6 separate regions of the Mus musculus genome follow, and regions 2, 3, 4, 5 and 6 are each linked to region 1. Evidence: chromatin contacts called from public ChIA-PET, Hi-C and HiChIP or PLAC-seq data. All regions are on one chromosome and are shown on one strand. Each heading gives the region's core, a stretch centred on a gene start, on an enhancer-like site or on the middle of the called end of the contact. The rest is flanking DNA. Distances are from core to core; before and after follow the strand shown. Region 1 has its middle 27 kb from the start of Aadacl2fm2. Region 2 has its middle 87 kb from the start of Mbnl1. Region 3 overlaps Med12l (mediator complex subunit 12-like). Region 4 holds the start of Gpr171 (G protein-coupled receptor 171). Region 5 holds the start of P2ry14 (purinergic receptor P2Y, G-protein coupled, 14). Region 6 overlaps Med12l (mediator complex subunit 12-like).

The links. A called contact is a pair of places that touch in the nucleus more often than the background predicts. ChIA-PET counts read pairs in DNA pulled down with a chosen protein or histone mark. HiChIP or PLAC-seq counts read pairs in DNA pulled down with a chosen protein or histone mark.
Region 2: a Hi-C map of CD8 T cells shows a contact between it and region 1, with 7 times the contacts expected there. The contact joins two enhancer-like sites. A contact is called at or near these places in 2 of 484 Hi-C or Micro-C datasets (CD4 T cells and CD8 T cells) and 1 of 115 datasets of contacts at active chromatin or transcription factors (memory CD8 T cells).
Region 3: a BATF HiChIP or PLAC-seq map of CD8 T cells shows a contact between it and region 1, with 10 read pairs. The contact joins two enhancer-like sites. A contact is called at or near these places in 1 of 39 promoter capture datasets (neural stem cells), 3 of 15 datasets of contacts at CTCF or cohesin (CD8 T cells, the NIH/3T3 cell line and large pre-B cells) and 4 of 115 datasets of contacts at active chromatin or transcription factors (CD8 T cells, T-cell acute lymphoblastic leukemia, effector CD8 T cells and 1 more).
Region 4: an RNA polymerase II ChIA-PET map of memory CD8 T cells shows a contact between it and region 1, with 111 read pairs. The contact joins the promoter of Gpr171 here to the enhancer-like site in region 1. A contact is called at or near these places in 5 of 39 promoter capture datasets (the 3T3-L1 cell line, embryonic stem cells, neural stem cells and 1 more), 3 of 115 datasets of contacts at active chromatin or transcription factors (T-cell acute lymphoblastic leukemia, effector CD8 T cells and memory CD8 T cells) and 3 of 9 other capture datasets (adipose tissue, embryonic stem cells and liver).
Region 5: an RNA polymerase II ChIA-PET map of effector CD8 T cells shows a contact between it and region 1, with 6 times the contacts expected there. The contact joins the promoter of P2ry14 here to the enhancer-like site in region 1. A contact is called at or near these places in 1 of 39 promoter capture datasets (the C10 cell line), 1 of 15 datasets of contacts at CTCF or cohesin (CD8 T cells), 6 of 115 datasets of contacts at active chromatin or transcription factors (CD8 T cells, bone marrow-derived macrophages, effector CD8 T cells and 2 more) and 1 of 9 other capture datasets (macrophages).
Region 6: a contact with region 1 is called in a BATF HiChIP or PLAC-seq map of CD8 T cells, with 7 read pairs. The contact joins two enhancer-like sites. A contact is called at or near these places in 1 of 15 datasets of contacts at CTCF or cohesin (the NIH/3T3 cell line), 1 of 115 datasets of contacts at active chromatin or transcription factors (CD8 T cells) and 2 of 9 other capture datasets (embryonic stem cells and macrophages).

Annotation. Positions count from the first base shown.
Region 1 is chr3:59,701,619-59,704,186 of GRCm38.p6, reverse strand. No RefSeq gene overlaps it. Among named protein-coding and RNA genes, the nearest start is that of Aadacl2fm2, 27 kb to the left of the region's middle. Within about 2 kb of position 1,301, at least 21 of the 459 cell types and tissues checked have an H3K27ac peak or open chromatin away from gene starts, as enhancers often do. A contact at or near this core is called in CD8 T cells, effector CD8 T cells and memory CD8 T cells, where this site is marked.
Region 2 is chr3:60,412,655-60,415,222 of GRCm38.p6, reverse strand. No RefSeq gene overlaps it. Among named protein-coding and RNA genes, the nearest start is that of Mbnl1, 87 kb to the left of the region's middle. Within about 2 kb of position 1,277, at least 98 of the 459 cell types and tissues checked have an H3K27ac peak or open chromatin away from gene starts, as enhancers often do. A contact at or near this core is called in CD8 T cells and memory CD8 T cells, where this site is marked.
Region 3 is chr3:59,079,800-59,082,367 of GRCm38.p6, reverse strand. The region is part of intron 10 of Med12l (mediator complex subunit 12-like); the gene reads right to left. Among named protein-coding and RNA genes, the nearest start is that of Gpr171, 21 kb to the left of the region's middle. Within about 2 kb of position 1,282, at least 80 of the 459 cell types and tissues checked have an H3K27ac peak or open chromatin away from gene starts, as enhancers often do. A contact at or near this core is called in CD8 T cells, where this site is marked.
Region 4 is chr3:59,100,528-59,103,095 of GRCm38.p6, reverse strand. Gpr171 (G protein-coupled receptor 171) reads left to right here and starts at 1,275. Exons shown (of 2, transcript NM_173398.3): 1 at 1,275-1,509. All of the region lies in intron 15 of Med12l (mediator complex subunit 12-like), which reads right to left.
Region 5 is chr3:59,129,472-59,132,039 of GRCm38.p6, reverse strand. It overlaps P2ry14 (purinergic receptor P2Y, G-protein coupled, 14), which reads left to right and starts at 1,278. Exons shown (of 2, transcript NM_001287124.1): 1 at 1,278-1,546. The coding sequence starts at 1,544. All of the region lies in intron 15 of Med12l (mediator complex subunit 12-like), which reads right to left.
Region 6 is chr3:59,168,198-59,170,765 of GRCm38.p6, reverse strand. The region is part of intron 15 of Med12l (mediator complex subunit 12-like); the gene reads right to left. Among named protein-coding and RNA genes, the nearest start is that of F630111L10Rik, 16 kb to the right of the region's middle. Within about 2 kb of position 1,300, at least 22 of the 459 cell types and tissues checked have an H3K27ac peak or open chromatin away from gene starts, as enhancers often do. A contact at or near this core is called in CD8 T cells, where this site is marked.

The DNA of each region.
Region 1 (2,568 bases), core at 52-2,551:
TAGAATTTTCTACTGGGTCTCCAGAGCAAGCCTCACAGACTGCCTTTTATGATCCCACAATACTGAGTGCTTAGGACCCCAATGTAGCCCTGAGCCTTTGTCAGGGTGAGCTTTAAAGCACAAAAACTGTATCCTGAGTTAAAAGTGTAGGCTTATATTTTTCAAAACCTTCTTCAATAAGTGTTCTTAAAAGTTTCAAATCCTGTATAGCCCACCAACCAAAGGTAGGAGAGGAAAATGGCTAAATGAACAAAGGGGATAAATACCTGTTTAGTTCCTTTGGATGGTTCCAATCTTTGTTGTCTACAGTCTAGTCCACTTAGCAAAACTCCAAACATGAATCAGCAGCAGTGGATTGGTCCAGAAGAAAGAACAAGGCTCCACCTGTTGACTCAAATCCACCAAAGTGGCAAGGAGCTCGAATACTGTGAGCAGTTCTCTTGTGCACTTCTTTCTATGATGTCTAGAAAAGTAAAGGCCAGGGAAGAAAGTAAGGGGAACCCTTGCCAGAGTGTCTTCCACTGTTGTGTTGGCTTATATATACATCACATGACATCTCAAGCATCCACTCCAGCAACATATCACGTGGTTTTCACCAGAGATCTTCCAGAAAAACACCACGTATCTACTTCACCAAAACATCTTCTCATAAAACAACTTTCAGAAAAACACCACGAGGCACAGTTGAGTCTCCAACAACAGCAGAAATTCTCACTTCGTAAAATACTTCAGTTAACAAGAACAGTTAGCTAAAAGCAGAACTACAGAAACCAAAAAGCAAGAAACTGCTCCAGAATTATGAACTTTGATGAGTTAGGGTTTTTGTTGTTGTTTGGCTGGTGGTATTGTCTACATGATGTGTTTTACTTCTTGAATGGCATTTCCATCAGTTAGTAAGTTATGCTAAGGGCCTACTAAGTGCTGAGGACCTGTTACACTCAAGAGTTTGGTTGTATTGAGGCCTAGTGTTTTCTGATGGTTTGGTGGTCTCCAGTGGACAAAGGAAAACAATGGCTGCTTTCTCATGCCCTATTCCTGTTAGCATCATGCATTATTGACCTTAGGAATTTAGAGGGTTCATGTAAGGGCCCTGTATGAACTCCTATTGCCCCAAGATGGTCACTGAGGTGATACAGGCTAGCAGATGGATTATTTTATTCACCATTTAAAGAAGTAAACAGATTCTACTAAGTAAAAAAGTGTTCACTGTCAGGTGTTTCAGATTTCCTGAGTAGAGAAGTTCCTTGAGCACAAGGGAAACCACAATGTGTAAAAGTATATTTAACTTGGTTCTAGGGTGTCTCATCTGGGGAATCTACCTCTCTCCCTTTTGTTTCATGTTCCCTTGCTGTGGTAAGTACTATATACCTGTTTCTATCTACAAACACAGAAATAACTGAAATGTTGATTAATGGAAGTAAGACTGGGTGCCCTCAAATCTTCTTTTCTTGTGGTACAACAGTTACAGGGAGACTATCGCATATGATCAAAAACAAACTATCTTTCAGAGAAGTAGAAATGTACTGCCTTTGACAAAACAACACTCACTAAAATTTATTTCCTCTTGCTGGAAGAAAGCACTTAAAAAGGGTGGTTTTGTGTTCCTGTTTCTCCCACTCTAAGAGTCAATGAATAGCATCCATGATGTTTAATGAAACTATAAGACTTGTAAGTGGTTTAGAGCCTTCAGATAATTTCCGCACCATTTCCTGCTGTTTTTCTTGCTCACCTCTATGAGTCTAAACTATATCAGCAACCTTCCCCTCTTCCATTAATGATGAGACACAAATCATCGCGAATTCTTTTCTTATCCTTTTTTTAAAAAAGGTTCTAATTGACTTCTTTAAAGTAATGACATTACTAAAGGATCCAGCTAACATTAATTGAACCTGAGCAGGTATCACACAAACTATCATGTACTGATTAGAGACATTATAATCATCACACTACATATCTCTCATCTCTTTTAGATTAGCAGTTAATGAAGCTTCACAGACTTGATATCCTCTCATTAAAACAGTGGTGACTTCTGGTTGTTTGTTTTATTGTTGATTGTACCATGAATCCACAGAAAACTAGATCCCACCCATCAAGCTTTGTTTGCTCAGACTCATTATTTTAATAATCTGTTCTTTAAGTATGTAAACCAAAAAAAAAAAAAAAAAAAAAAAAACTTTACTGAAATAAAAAAAAAAATGGAAGAGTTAGAGTATTTGCTGGATTTTAGCCCTTAGTCAAGACCAGGAATAGGAATTTGATGTTACCAGTAGCAATACTCTCTGTCTAAAGAGATTATGAGTAGTAACTTCAGAAGTGTCATACTGTCTCTGAAACCACAGTGAATTAATGTTACATCAGATGTGATATGATCTACCATTTAATGCCATGTTATCATTCGTGTTTCGTGGTTTTGTTTTTGTTTTGTTATTTGAGATTTTTTTTCAGCCTTAAATAGTGTATATCTCCCTTATTTTATTGTGGCATTTATCAGTAATAAATCTTATGTTTATGGACTATATAATTGTCTCTTGACAAATGCACATATTAGGAATTGGTTAATTCAAACTG
Region 2 (2,568 bases), core at 28-2,527, 710 kb before region 1:
GACTGGTGTGAGGTGGAATCTCAGGGTCATTTTGATTTGCATTTCACTGATGATTAAGGATGTTAAACATTTCTTTAGGTGCTTCTCAGCCATTTGGAATTCCTCGGTTGAGAATTCTTTGTTTAGCTCTGTACCCCATTTTAAAATAGGTTTGTTTGGTTTTCTGGAGTCCAACTTCTTGAGTTCTTTACATATATTGGATATTAGCCCTGTAAAGGAGAATCTTATGAGAAGGAACAAGAAACACATACAGACACAGAGACCCAGTTCATTTTCATATTCCAGAATGCCATAAAAACACTAAACAGGAAGTTATATCTATGGAAAGGACCTGTAAGGTAAAAAGAAAAGAAAAATGTAAATAAAATAAAAATTAAAAAATAATCAGATAAAATTAGAATAAACAGTCAGGAAGAGTCCTGATGATATTATGATGCAAGGAAACTCCAATCTGCAATTGAGTTTTCTGTTGCCTCTCTACTGCTTAAGAATAGTTTGTTTTCTTAGTGAGACTCCCCTGGAAGAAACTAAATTTTCATTTTCAAGTGGCTATCAATTGGCGATTGCTTCTTGGTTAGGGAGGACAGCCTGTGTCCTCTGTTTTCTGCACTGGGAATCTACATGTGGTGGACCCTTGCAGACCTGTGCGCACTGCCTCAGTTTCTGTGAGCTCTTGCACATGTGCATTGATCATATTGATTGAGAAGGTCTGTTTGCTTGGTGTCCCCCACTCCCTCTGGCTCTTACATTCTTTCTACCTCTTCTTCCTTGGGGTTCCCTGAGTGCTGAAAGCCTCAACATTCTTAGAAAGGTCCTCTGATTCATGTCAGTAGCAGAGAGAAACACCATACACATTATATCCTCAGTAAAACTCACTAATCTTTTTACCTAATAAGTACTTGTAGTTTTAACTTTTCAAAATTGTGTGTTGTATGTTGGAGGAGACCTAGGAAACTTTGAGTAACCTTAAAACTTTATTAAAAATGAAGCACAAGCTATGTGGTGGTGGCCATGCCTTTTATACCAGAGGCAGGTGAGTCTCTGAATTTGGGGCCAGCCTGGTTCAGGGATACATTGAGAAACCCTCTTTAGGAAACAAAACAAAACAAAACAAAAACAAACAAAAAAGAAGCACAAACTACTCTAGTAGAGAAAAAGTAGTGTTTAGCTTGCCAGGGACTTGGGAACAGGTTTCTGAGGGCATTATCTTCAACACCAGAGCACACAGGATGAGGATGTGGGTACAGCACCGACAGACACGTGTCATTGACAAGCTGGTTTAGAAACAACACAGCAGTTGGTGTGTTTGAGGCAGACTCAGACTGCCGAGCATTTACAGAGCTGAATGTGGACTGAAGAGGCAGTTTGAAGCCACATCTTAAAGGACTTTTTAGACCAGTAGAATAGATTATTTTAGGTCTGTTCCAGTAGTCTAGCAGGTCAGCAGAAAGATTTAAGATGCTAAATGTGTATAGCAGAATATCATTAGAAATAATTTCATTCACTTTTGTTTCCAGATGTATTTGGTTCTATCCTAGGGCTCTGGCCTATCCAACCTTTGGTTCCTTGCCATCTAGGCAGTGTGAGGCATGGGCTCCCTCTCAGGGCATGGGTTTAAAGCTGGACCAATCATTGGTTGGCCACTCACACAAGTTCTAAGCCACTTTTCCCCAAGCACATCTTATAGGTAGGACAAATTGTAAGTCAAAGGTTTTGCATCTGGGTTGATGTCCCAGTCCCATCCTGGAAGCCTAGTCTGGGTACAGAAAATGACTAGCTCATATTTAGATTCTATCTCTCCAATTACTAGTTTTCACTAGAGTCATCCTCATAGATTTTAGGGAGTTTCCATTGCACTAGATTTCTACATCGACCTTGCATTTCAGTCATCTCCCCCAGTACTCTCTCCCTCTATCCCTACACACCCCAAAAGTCAATGGAATAATTACTAATGATATTCTGATATATTCGTAGACTGAAACTTAAGATAATTGTCACCACAGAGGCTACATCCAGCAACTGATAGGAGCAGATGTAGAAACCTGCAGTCAAACATTAGGTGGACCTCAGGAGTCCTGCAGGAATGGAGGAGGAAGATTGTTGGAGCCAGATGGCTAGAAGATACCACAAGAAAATGGATCACATAACCAACCAAGCAGGGCTAATAGATGCTCACAGAGACTGAAGCAGCAACCAAGGATCCTATATAGGTCTTCATTAGGTTCTCCTCATATGTGCTATGGTTGGATAACTTGGTGTTCTTGTAGAACTGGAATGCCCAGTATTTCAAGAGCTGAACAAGAACTGAAGATGTAATTTGAAGCCACATCTTAAAAGCTTTTTAGACCAGGTGGAATATATTATTTTAGGTCTATTCTAGTGGTCTTAACAAGCTACCTATACCCCAATACTCCTAATAGTGGGAGTAGGTGTTGTCTCTGAGTTTTGGGCCTGCTTTTGGGACCCCTTTTCTCCTACTGGATTGCCTTGTCCAGCCTTTATTTGAGGGTGTAAGGCCTAGACTTACTGTAACATGTTATGCCCTAGTTCATTGATATCCCTGCGAGG
Region 3 (2,568 bases), core at 33-2,532, 620 kb after region 1:
TCCCCCCTCTCTCTACCTTCCCCCTCCCCTCTTCTCCTTCTGCTCTCCATCAGCATACCACATACTCCCCTCCATGATTATTCATATCCACTATAGACCCAGAGACATCAGGCCCAGTAACCATGGGGTAAAACCTCTACAATATAATGATCCAAAATAAATCTTCCCTCAGTTAAGTATTCTGTCCCAGCAATGGAAAACTGACTGACATACTTGATGGTACCTCCTTGGCTTATACTTATATGGACTTGTTTTCCTTACATTAAGTAGCTATTGCTATTAAGTGCCTAGTTACATGAGAGGCACTATGAATACTTAATGCTGCACTAATAATGGGTTCACAACATCTTATGTCATCTAGCAATGACATGCCCTTTTATAAATGTAAGCAAATTATCCACAGGTACCTCAAAGCCTGCTGATTTCACAGCTGAGGGGCTTCCTGTCAGCCATGCCCCTGCCTCCACTTGCAAATACCTTCCTCTCTTGTCTGACTGTACACCAACTGTAATACACCTTTCATGAATCCGTGAACCCCTCTCCTTCAAGACAAATCCTAGTGGTATATCCTCCTCCCTGTCACCATACCAGCAGCCTTTCAGTGAGCTCAGAAGCCCAAAGTAAGAAAACACACCCACATCCTTGGAATGATGTGGCAGGCATGAGGCCAGGGACTAAGGATGTGATGGAAGGCATAAGGCACAGCCCCTGACATCACAGAGCAGGCGTCTGAGAAAGGTAACTGTGCCCAAGCACAGCCAAGAAAGAAACAAAGCCCTCCTATTTCTGGTGACAGTAATCAAGCACAATGCCTAAACCGGGTGGACTCAGGTAAGTACAGGACATGCTGAACTTGAGACTTCTGTTACCTAAGAACTCTAAACTTTGAGCACAAACTGGTATGAAACCATCATAAACAAGCACTATGTAGGTTTTGCGGTTGGAGTTTCATGGTGATACTAGGAGCAGAGACTGAGAAAACGACCCATGCTGTGCTGTCCTGAAGCACTCTGCTCTGGCTGGGGCATCTGGCCTGGCTGTTTCATTACTTGGAAAGAAGTCTGTTCACAGGGGCCCCAGAAAGAGAATTGAAAAGCAGCTTTTCCTGCCTGCCACCCTTGGGTCTTCCCTCTTCTCCACGTTCCTGAAGCGCCCAAACGTGCAGTGCAGCCTCTGCTCTCACACCAGGCAGGATCAAAAGCAGAGAGGCCAAGAGGAAGGAAGTGGTCCAAGAGCTCTGCAAAGCTGTGGGGCCCTCCCCACCTGGCGGCCTGGAGATGAGGTCACCAGTAACTGCCTAGTCAGTACCGGGAAGCTGAGGGCTCCGTGGTTCACTCCCCTCAGGTGACTGCTGGGCCCAGAGGCCACTGTCAGACAGCCTCTGAGCTCTGAATTGAATGCGAGAATTTCTTCCTTTTATAAGACACAGAGTGGAAAAAATACTAAAACACAAGGTGCATTCCCTACCTTCTTTACAGCAGCACTCAAGTTGACACCGCCCCAGCAGGGAAAGAGTAAAAGCAGCTCACATTCCATGAGCTATTAGTGAAAGCGTGCCCCCAGCACGGGCAGGGTCAGCTCCTCTCACCACAGGCAGAGCCTGGTGTCAAATGTTCTCACCTGTACTCTACAATTTCTAACGGACTTTAGCTGACTATTGAAGCTGAGGCTGTACGCAAATCAGGACTCTCCACCTCCTACAAGGATGTGAAGGATCAGATTTCCCTCTTAGCCATTACAAAGCAGTCTGCAAGGACTACAGAGACAGGAGGGGCTGAGGTCCCCCCAGCTGGTATGAGAAAGAACACCCCTTGTAAAAGCAAACATCAAACCACCATGACTAGAGAGAGGTTGCTAACTTTATCTCCCACCACGCATGCAACATCAATCCTGGACAAATTATAGGACCCAAGAAAAAAAGGAGGTACATTTTAAAGATGGGAGATACATATCTGAGTCTTAACCAACCACTCAATATATCTCCATCTTACTAGAGAACAGGTACATAATGTTGGTTCTTCCAATAAAATATAAGCTATTTTATTACTGGCCACAGTAGCAATTTTTGGAACATACTTATTATGTTTTATAATCTCAATGGATATTCATGCTCAAGTGTTGTATAACTATGCGAAAACTCTGAGCACACAACTGTGAGTAACTTGCTCTAAGCCACACAGCTACCATCCAATATTTACATGTGAATTCCAGGAATAACAAGTAACTCAGTGCTCAGGAAAACAGTGGCTCCTGAGCCAGGCACGGTGGCACACGCCAGCAATCTCAGCACTAAGCAGGCAAGGCAGGAAGATTTGGAGTTCAGAAGTCTCCCTGAGCCACAGAGGACCTTATCTCCAAATAAGAAGGGAAAAAGAAAGGGAACAGAAAAAGAGGGGAGGAGAGGGGAAGGGGAGGGGAGGAGAGGGGAGGGGAGGGAAGGGGAGGGGAGGGGAGGTTGATTCTTTGGTTCAGTGGACAAGTAAAACCGTCTGTTATCATTATTTAAAATTGTAAATGGACAAGTAAAACTGTCACTTGCAAACTTATACATAAATACATGCCTTAATA
Region 4 (2,568 bases), core at 26-2,525, 600 kb after region 1:
GCTGTTTATGTCAAGACGAGAAATACTTTCTGATTGTTTTCAGTCTCATAACATGGAAAGCAGGTGACATGTGTTCCTTAACACTTAGAAGTGTAATATTAGGATTATGTGTATGTGAGTGTGAATATGTGTGTGTCATGGTACACAAGTGCCAGTCAAAGGCCAAGTTCATACAGTGAGTCTCTCCTCTCGCTCCCCACGCTCTAGGGATTGAATTTGGTTTATCAGACTTGTATGGCAAGTGCTCTAACCTGCTGTGCCACCTCCCCGGATTACATGTAGCATATCTGTGAAGGAAAATCTCTAATCACCTGTACAGTCACATTTATGTGGTTCATGTAAACGCAGAAATAAAGCTTAAATCCATAAACCAAGAAAGGGAACAGCGGTTATCTCTCTGTTCTTCTAACGGTGTTCTTTTATTTTATTTCAAGATTTTGTTTCTAAACTGGAGCTGTCAAGCTGGCTCAACGGATTGAAACGTGCTGGCCACCATGCCTGACAACTTGAGTATAACCCTGTATGGTGGAAGGGGAACCGATTCCTCAGTGCTGTCATATGAACTCCACAAACACGCTCTGACACACATGTACCTCACATGCATACATACAAAATAATAAATGTAGAAAAATGTTTTTCTATCATGAACAACAAAAAGGTAACTATACCATACCAGACTCTATACGGTGTTAATTTCCAGATGGCCTCACAAGATAGCCTAGACTGGTTTTACATTCACCATGGAGCCCAGGCTGCCTCAGATTTGTGGCTATCACCCTGACTCAGCCTCCCAAATGCTGGGGCTACAGGTGTCTGCCAGCCACAATGTGGTTGTGTTATTTTTCAATCAACAAATACCTTAAATAAATACAAGCTGCAACAATATTACTTAATAATTGTACCTCTGAAGTACTGATATCAGTAACTAAAAAACTATCTGCTTAGGTACCTTACTGTCTTTAATTCATAAACTCAATACCAGTTTCAAGAGTTTAACACTATTTTTTTAAAAAACTATTATGAAACAGAACAGTATGTGGTACTTTTACTTTAAAAAAAAAAAAGATACATGAGGCAAGACGTTATCATGGATAATTTAAAATTCTTTTTCCTAAAACAGTAACTGACAAATTTGAGTTACTTAGACAGATGAAATTGTTTTCTTACAAAAACTTCCTCAGGAGACTTTCATACAGTTTAGACCATTTGCAAACCACAGTTTCATCTACGTCAATCTCTAGCATTTTAAAACCACACAAGAAGGAAAGGAAATTCTTAGTTCAGCAGGCGACCCTGCAAAATGGAACTGCTGTCACTGTGGGTAACTAAATAGCTCCTGATTCTCTGAAGACCTGGACCTGGGCCTACTCAGGCCAGAGAAGACAGCCAGGACCCAGGCCTTCTCAGGCCAGAGACGACACAGCCAGGTACAACCTGGACCCAGGCCTGCTTAGGCCAGAAAAGACAGCCAGGACCCTGGCCTTCTCAGGCCAGAGAAGACACAGCCAGGTACGTCCTTTTCAATGAGCTCATTCCATTTTTTTTCCTCATAGAAACCAATGTCAGGATTTTCAGTGTTGCAAGAGAAAGAGTCAAAAGTCCCAAGGCTTTGGAGTGGTAGGGCAACCACTATTAAACAAACTGTAATTAGATCTGATCTGTGGGCTTCTAACAGCACTTCCTGCTTTCTTTGGTCTCATCTGTCTTTTAAAAACTACAGTTCAAATTAGACTAATAACTCAGGCAAGGGTAACGAGCTACTGTTTTCTAGCTAGATTGATGATAAGCAAGGCCATGTTATATCTCCCCAGTAGATCTTAACCAGACTTTCCTCTACCAGTCCGACATTAGCAAATTTCAAAACATGTCAAAAATGACTCCCATGGAAAACCTTCTAAGTTTTCATTTAGTTTAGTTAAGTTTTACACCCCAAGGAATAAGCAATCTATGAGAAAGGACCATAGAGATATTTAAAGTCTGTTCTTCATTTTGCTGGAGTACTGCCAAGCACACCTACTTTGTATGGATATTGTTGTCACAATGTTTATCAAGCTCTTAGATTTCAGATTTATGACAGAGAGCATGGGATGCTACTATAGTACAATTTTGCCTCTCATCAATATATGCAAGGTTTTGAGGAACTATTTTTCCTGGCGTTCTAGACACAATTTAATAAAAGCAAGTGCAGAGCACTCAAACTCTTCCGCATTACTGAATGAGTGGTTACACTGTAACCCACTGTAAGTTACTCCACTCTGCAACAGATGGTCAGTTCTAATTACAGAGAATGCCAATCTTGACAAGCTATTATAATATTTTTCTTTACTATAATCTGTACCAATAAAATGAGAGTTTGCCATATAATTATTCAGGCAATCCAGCACTCACAGAAACAAATAACTATTTTACTGACACTATATAACATCTGAAACGCCTATAAGGAAGTCAGAGAAGCCTGAAGTGGCATTCAGACATGAAGGGTCTCCTTCAGGCCCACAGGTCAATAGACAAGACTCAGAAAAACAGAGAAGGGTAAAGGCTACAGAAATCCAGAGCACTTTGCAGCCT
Region 5 (2,568 bases), core at 29-2,528, 570 kb after region 1:
AATGGTGAGACCAAAAAAAAAAGAGAGAGAAATCTAAGAAAGACCAGAGAAAATGCTCCAGGTCCAGTGCTGGGTGGAAGCATTCAAAGTTGGCTTAAGCACATGGAGGAACCTCGGCATAATGGTACAGAGAGATGGTGTGGTATTGTGTTAATCCAGAGTACAACTGGAGAGCAAAAAAAAAAAAAAAAAAAAAAATCCATGGGAACAATTTGTTAAATACTCAGAAACAGGTCAGTTAGCAAACCAACATGGAAATAGTGCTATCCAAAATCAGACCGGAGTTGTGCTGATAAACTGGAGAAAGGTCGGAAGTCCCTACGCACCACTAAAGGATGGTGCAGACTGGGCACAATTAGCATCCCACAAGGACAGGGCATGTGTGTCCCAAAGAGGGGGCTGGCATCTTTTGAACCACTCTCTGCTCATCTGTTGCTGCATTGCCAGTACAGGGCAAGGCTCCTGTGGACACCCACACAGGTGTGCTTTACTCTCAGATAAATGTTCAGTTTTCCAGAAAAAATAAAGCAAAGGGGAGTGGGGGAACCTTAGCTAGTTAAAACCATGTGAATCAAAACTTTAAAATGAATCCAAACAGAGAACACTGTAGCTATTATTACTACAGCTTCACACAAAAGGTCATGGCTAGACATGGGAACAATCCATCCTCCTGCCGGCTGGGTTCCTCTCCCTCTTCACACACCCCTTCATGCTGTTTACCCTTGATCAGGCCTTGACAATCTGTAACCCTTAGCAAATCTACATCAGCTCCAACTTATATAAGCACAAACTAGAGCCGGCCTCCAAAAGCTGGTGGAAATCTGTACTGCTGGATGCTCAGGAATTTGGCGAGCCATCAACATTTCAGAGGGTACTTTAAATGTTTTGGTTTGAGCCCTAATGCAGCACTTCCCGCTTGTCAACATGAACAGCCCAAGCTAAAAAGCAAAGTACATTTCCCTCAGTACCAGTCAGATGTTATACTAAGTCGCTGAACCAATCTTACCTACAGGGACTGTGGAGGCCAGAAGAATTGGTAAGTAGGAAAATTCCATCCAGTTCAGGGTAGAGTCAAAGACTACAGGTAATCCCAAAGTAAGATGGCTTTCTGCACTTTGAGTCTCCGAAATTGTTCCTATGTGATGAATGGAACACTGGATTTATAGGTGAGACTGGACTTTCCCTACGTTCAGCAAGGTAATGAAGCATGATTTTCTTCTGTGGGCTCACGGACTAGGAATTGGGAGTTCCTCTTTTAAGCAAGCTCTCAGGCTGATGCAGAATAGCAGTGTGCAGTAGCAGAGATGGGGTTAAAAGGAGTTATCTGATCCTGTGAAGGGGACAAGTGCAGCTGGGTTATGACGCAACCCTCGGAGCAAAGGCAGCTCAATAACTAAAATGCTTAGGAAAGAAAACAAATACAGAGCATGAAGGCCGCCACCCCAGCAGAGCTGAAGCCAGACGTGAAGGAGTTCATGTAAGGGAGTCCCTGCTGTCCTCCAGACACACTGATGCCTGGGCTACGGATGGGGACGGGGACGCAATGGTAAGTCACACTCTAATTTCAAAAGAGAGAAAGAGGAATCAGAGTGGCCTCCTGGTGCTTGTGTCTTAGGGTTTATATTTTCATTTCCTTGATCCTTAAGTTCTGATTTCTTCCTCTAAGGCTTAAAAAAAAATACGTAAAGAGTGGTTTTAGTTTCAATTCACGAGTGGCGAGGATGAAGAAGATACTTACAAAGTTCCATCTATAGTCTACTTTTCTGTAAATTGTAAAGTAACTTAAATGAAGCCTGACTAACATTTTTGTAACCTAAAATATACTTATGGTAAGCTCTAGTTTATTTATTCAACCACCTAAAGATTGATAGGTTAAAAAAAAAAACCTCATTTGATGGAAAATTTGTAAACTTGCAACTGTAGGGAGAGGTTTTGAGACTCAACCACAGCGTGCCCTCATGCTGAAGGAAGTTTAAAAGAAGTAAATTCAGTATTTACTATATCCTGACAACTTTAAAATATTAGCTAATCACAAGAAATTGTTATGGGTTGGGGTATAAAATACCTATGACCACTCTTCCTAAAAATAAAGAAGACCCTTCTCTGCCTTTAGCTCATGTCATGTGCACAAGAGCCAAGAGACACTGTGACAGCATGTCATGATTTTATATGACAGGGAGGATTTCTAGTTAACAGGTCCATGCACTGAGCTCATAGGTTACTGTCCTCCACCTTTAAGACTTGGAACACATGCTGTCAGATCGTCAGGTCACTGGGTGTTCCGAATAGGCAGGGGACACTGGAAAAAAAAATCTCTGTATGTCTCTGTCTTACCAATCTGAAACTGAGTTTAGCAAGTTTCAGAGTCAAGGTGACTTGTCTAATTAAAGGGCAAGACTAGTACTCAGAGAAACCATCCGGCTCCCAATCTATTTCCTTGTCTCTAGCATACAATGACTATGACTAATAAAAAATGTAATTTATGCATGAATAGGAGAGAAATGCAAGACTGTGCAGAACTGGCTAGCCCTTTAGCTGGATGTTTACATAATAAGGGCAGTAATCGAG
Region 6 (2,568 bases), core at 51-2,550, 530 kb after region 1:
TGTCACATGTTTGCAATTCCAATTTAGGAGAGGTGGAAGAAGCAAGGTGAGTTCAAGGTCACCCTTGACTACCCAGGAAGTTGGAGGCCAGCCTAGACTCTATGGAACCATCTCAAATGACAAAAAGTACCCCAAACTACAAAGAAGGTAACTAGAGAGATGAGTAACCTGTACAGTATTAATTGCAGAAACCCACACACAGAATCTAGAATTATGTACTCTGCCCATATCAGTTTGCTGAGGAGAAAGAAAATGGCTCCTAAACAGTTTAAGAAAGCACACACCCTGGCTTGGGATCACTGAAGCACTTCCTCTAACTTGCAGTTAACCCTCAGGCAAGTCTCCACACCACAAACTTGCTGAGCCCTGCTCCTCCCACACATCACCCCAGCATGATAAGCAGCCTTTATTTTCCTGGACAACTCTGAGTTTATCCCCTATGGAATTTCTTCAGTTTCATCCCAGCTGGGGACTCTCCTTGAGTTTTCAAAGCTTACTTTCCAAACTTGTTCCATCCCCTGGCCAGAAAGACTAGCAGTGAGAGTCCTAATAAATAAACTATCACACCAAGGGTCGCCTTGCCCTCCCCAGTCTGTAGCAGTGTGAACTGCTAAGCATATCTGGCTTCAGATCCCTACAGAGCAGGCTCTGAAGAGCAGAGACAGGAAAGGAGCAAAGAGATGATCTAACACCAGGGCATGACCCTCACTGTCTGCAGACTAATTCTATGCCTGCGTTTCCTCTCAGTTACAGAACACTCAATAGACCAGTCCCTCTTCCAATAATAGGTTCCTAGTATATTCACTAAGCAGTCTTTTAAGTACTTCCTGTAGTACTGGACACTGAGGATATCAAATCAGAGAAGCCATCAAGAACGGTCACTGCCCACCGTCGCTAAGAATGATTCCAAAACAGAGCCCCCCTCTCCCCCCCCCCCAGATGTATCCAAACACTTCCAAGTATTATGACAGTTGAGTTCCTTCTTGGGATCCAAGCAGATAAGGAGAAACGTGATCTTTCTAACTTAAGTTAAAACACAGAACACCTGCTTCTGATTTCTTGACATCTTTTTCCAAAAGGACACACAAAGATGAAACACATGTGCAGGAGTTTCTGGTCTGTAACAATTAAGGTTCTCAACTTTGAACCTTTGCTAACATCAAGGCTTCCAGGAACACCAAGATCCTGCTGGAGTGACATCTGGCTGACATTTAAGTAGCACTGTGCTTCATCAGGACCCACATCCAAGTGAGGCTCTGTGTGCTGTGCATTACCACACAAATGCCCCACACAGGAACCATGTTATAAACTGATCTCTTTCAGCCTGCCAGAAGGTGGTAGCACTACATTAGACAATTGCTCCTCCATCATGCTCAGATGAAGAGACAAAACGACAGTGAATCCCTAAGGCTATCCGTCTTTAGCAGAAGGTATAGTTTGGCAACATGAGACTTCTATCGTGTGGCAGAGATTGAATAATGCCCTCATTCTTCATTACTCCAAGCCAACAGGTTCCAGCAGGATTTTGTGTGTCATACCGGGAAGCACAGCCATGCTCTGCATGCAATGTGTCACAGCAAGGTTAGACTTTTTAGAAGCTCCTTTCAAATTACTTTGGCAGACATCCTTAAAATACCTCAGCATACGGAATCACAAAGACCACACACAGCATGACATTTAGGACCCTATGTCTATACCACAGAGTAGTCATCGTTCTTTCAATTCCATGCCTCCACAAACAACAACTACCTTTCCACAAGCACTGCACACACTAGGGTCAATGTCCAAACCCTCTTCCTGCGACTACCAGAGTTTATACTGGGCCTTGTCCCTAAGCTTCTGTATCCTTAACCCCGTGTGTTTCTCAATGCCTGGTGGACCCACCCCTATCTATACAAAACCAAGTAGCTACACGCATGCACTACCATAAGCCACACGCCAACAAAGTCTTTCTTAAAAGAACTTTTAGAAAATGTACATAATTTGGGCCAGTAAGATGGCTCAGAGAGTAAGGGTGTGTATGTAATGTTCAGTCTCGCCCACCTAAACACAATCCCCCAATCCCACAAGGTGGCAGAAGAGAACCAACTCGTTAAAGTTGCCTGACCTCCAGACACATGTGGTGATGTGGTTATGCCTACACACATATACATACACAGACACACACACACGAACACTTTATAAAACATTACATGATTCAATAAATGGATACTATGTGGTTAAAATTACGTCACTGGAACATGCATACTTATATAAATGTTCACTGGCAGAGACAATGAAACATATTATGAAATACCAAAAAGCTAAGAGAAAGACTAAGATCCAGAACACTCATAAAAACCAGTGTACAAAACAGTACATGCAGCAGCAACAGGACAGTAACATCGAAACTGTTTCCATACTTGAAAAAAGGGTTTATAAGTTATATAGCATTAGGAATGATACTTAAGAGGCTAGGGATGTGGCTCAATTGGTAACGTGCTTGCTCTGCAAGTGGGAGCAGCTCAGTTCAGATCCCAGCCCACATATAAAATGGCAGGCCCAACAGTGCACGCTGGTGACCCACCT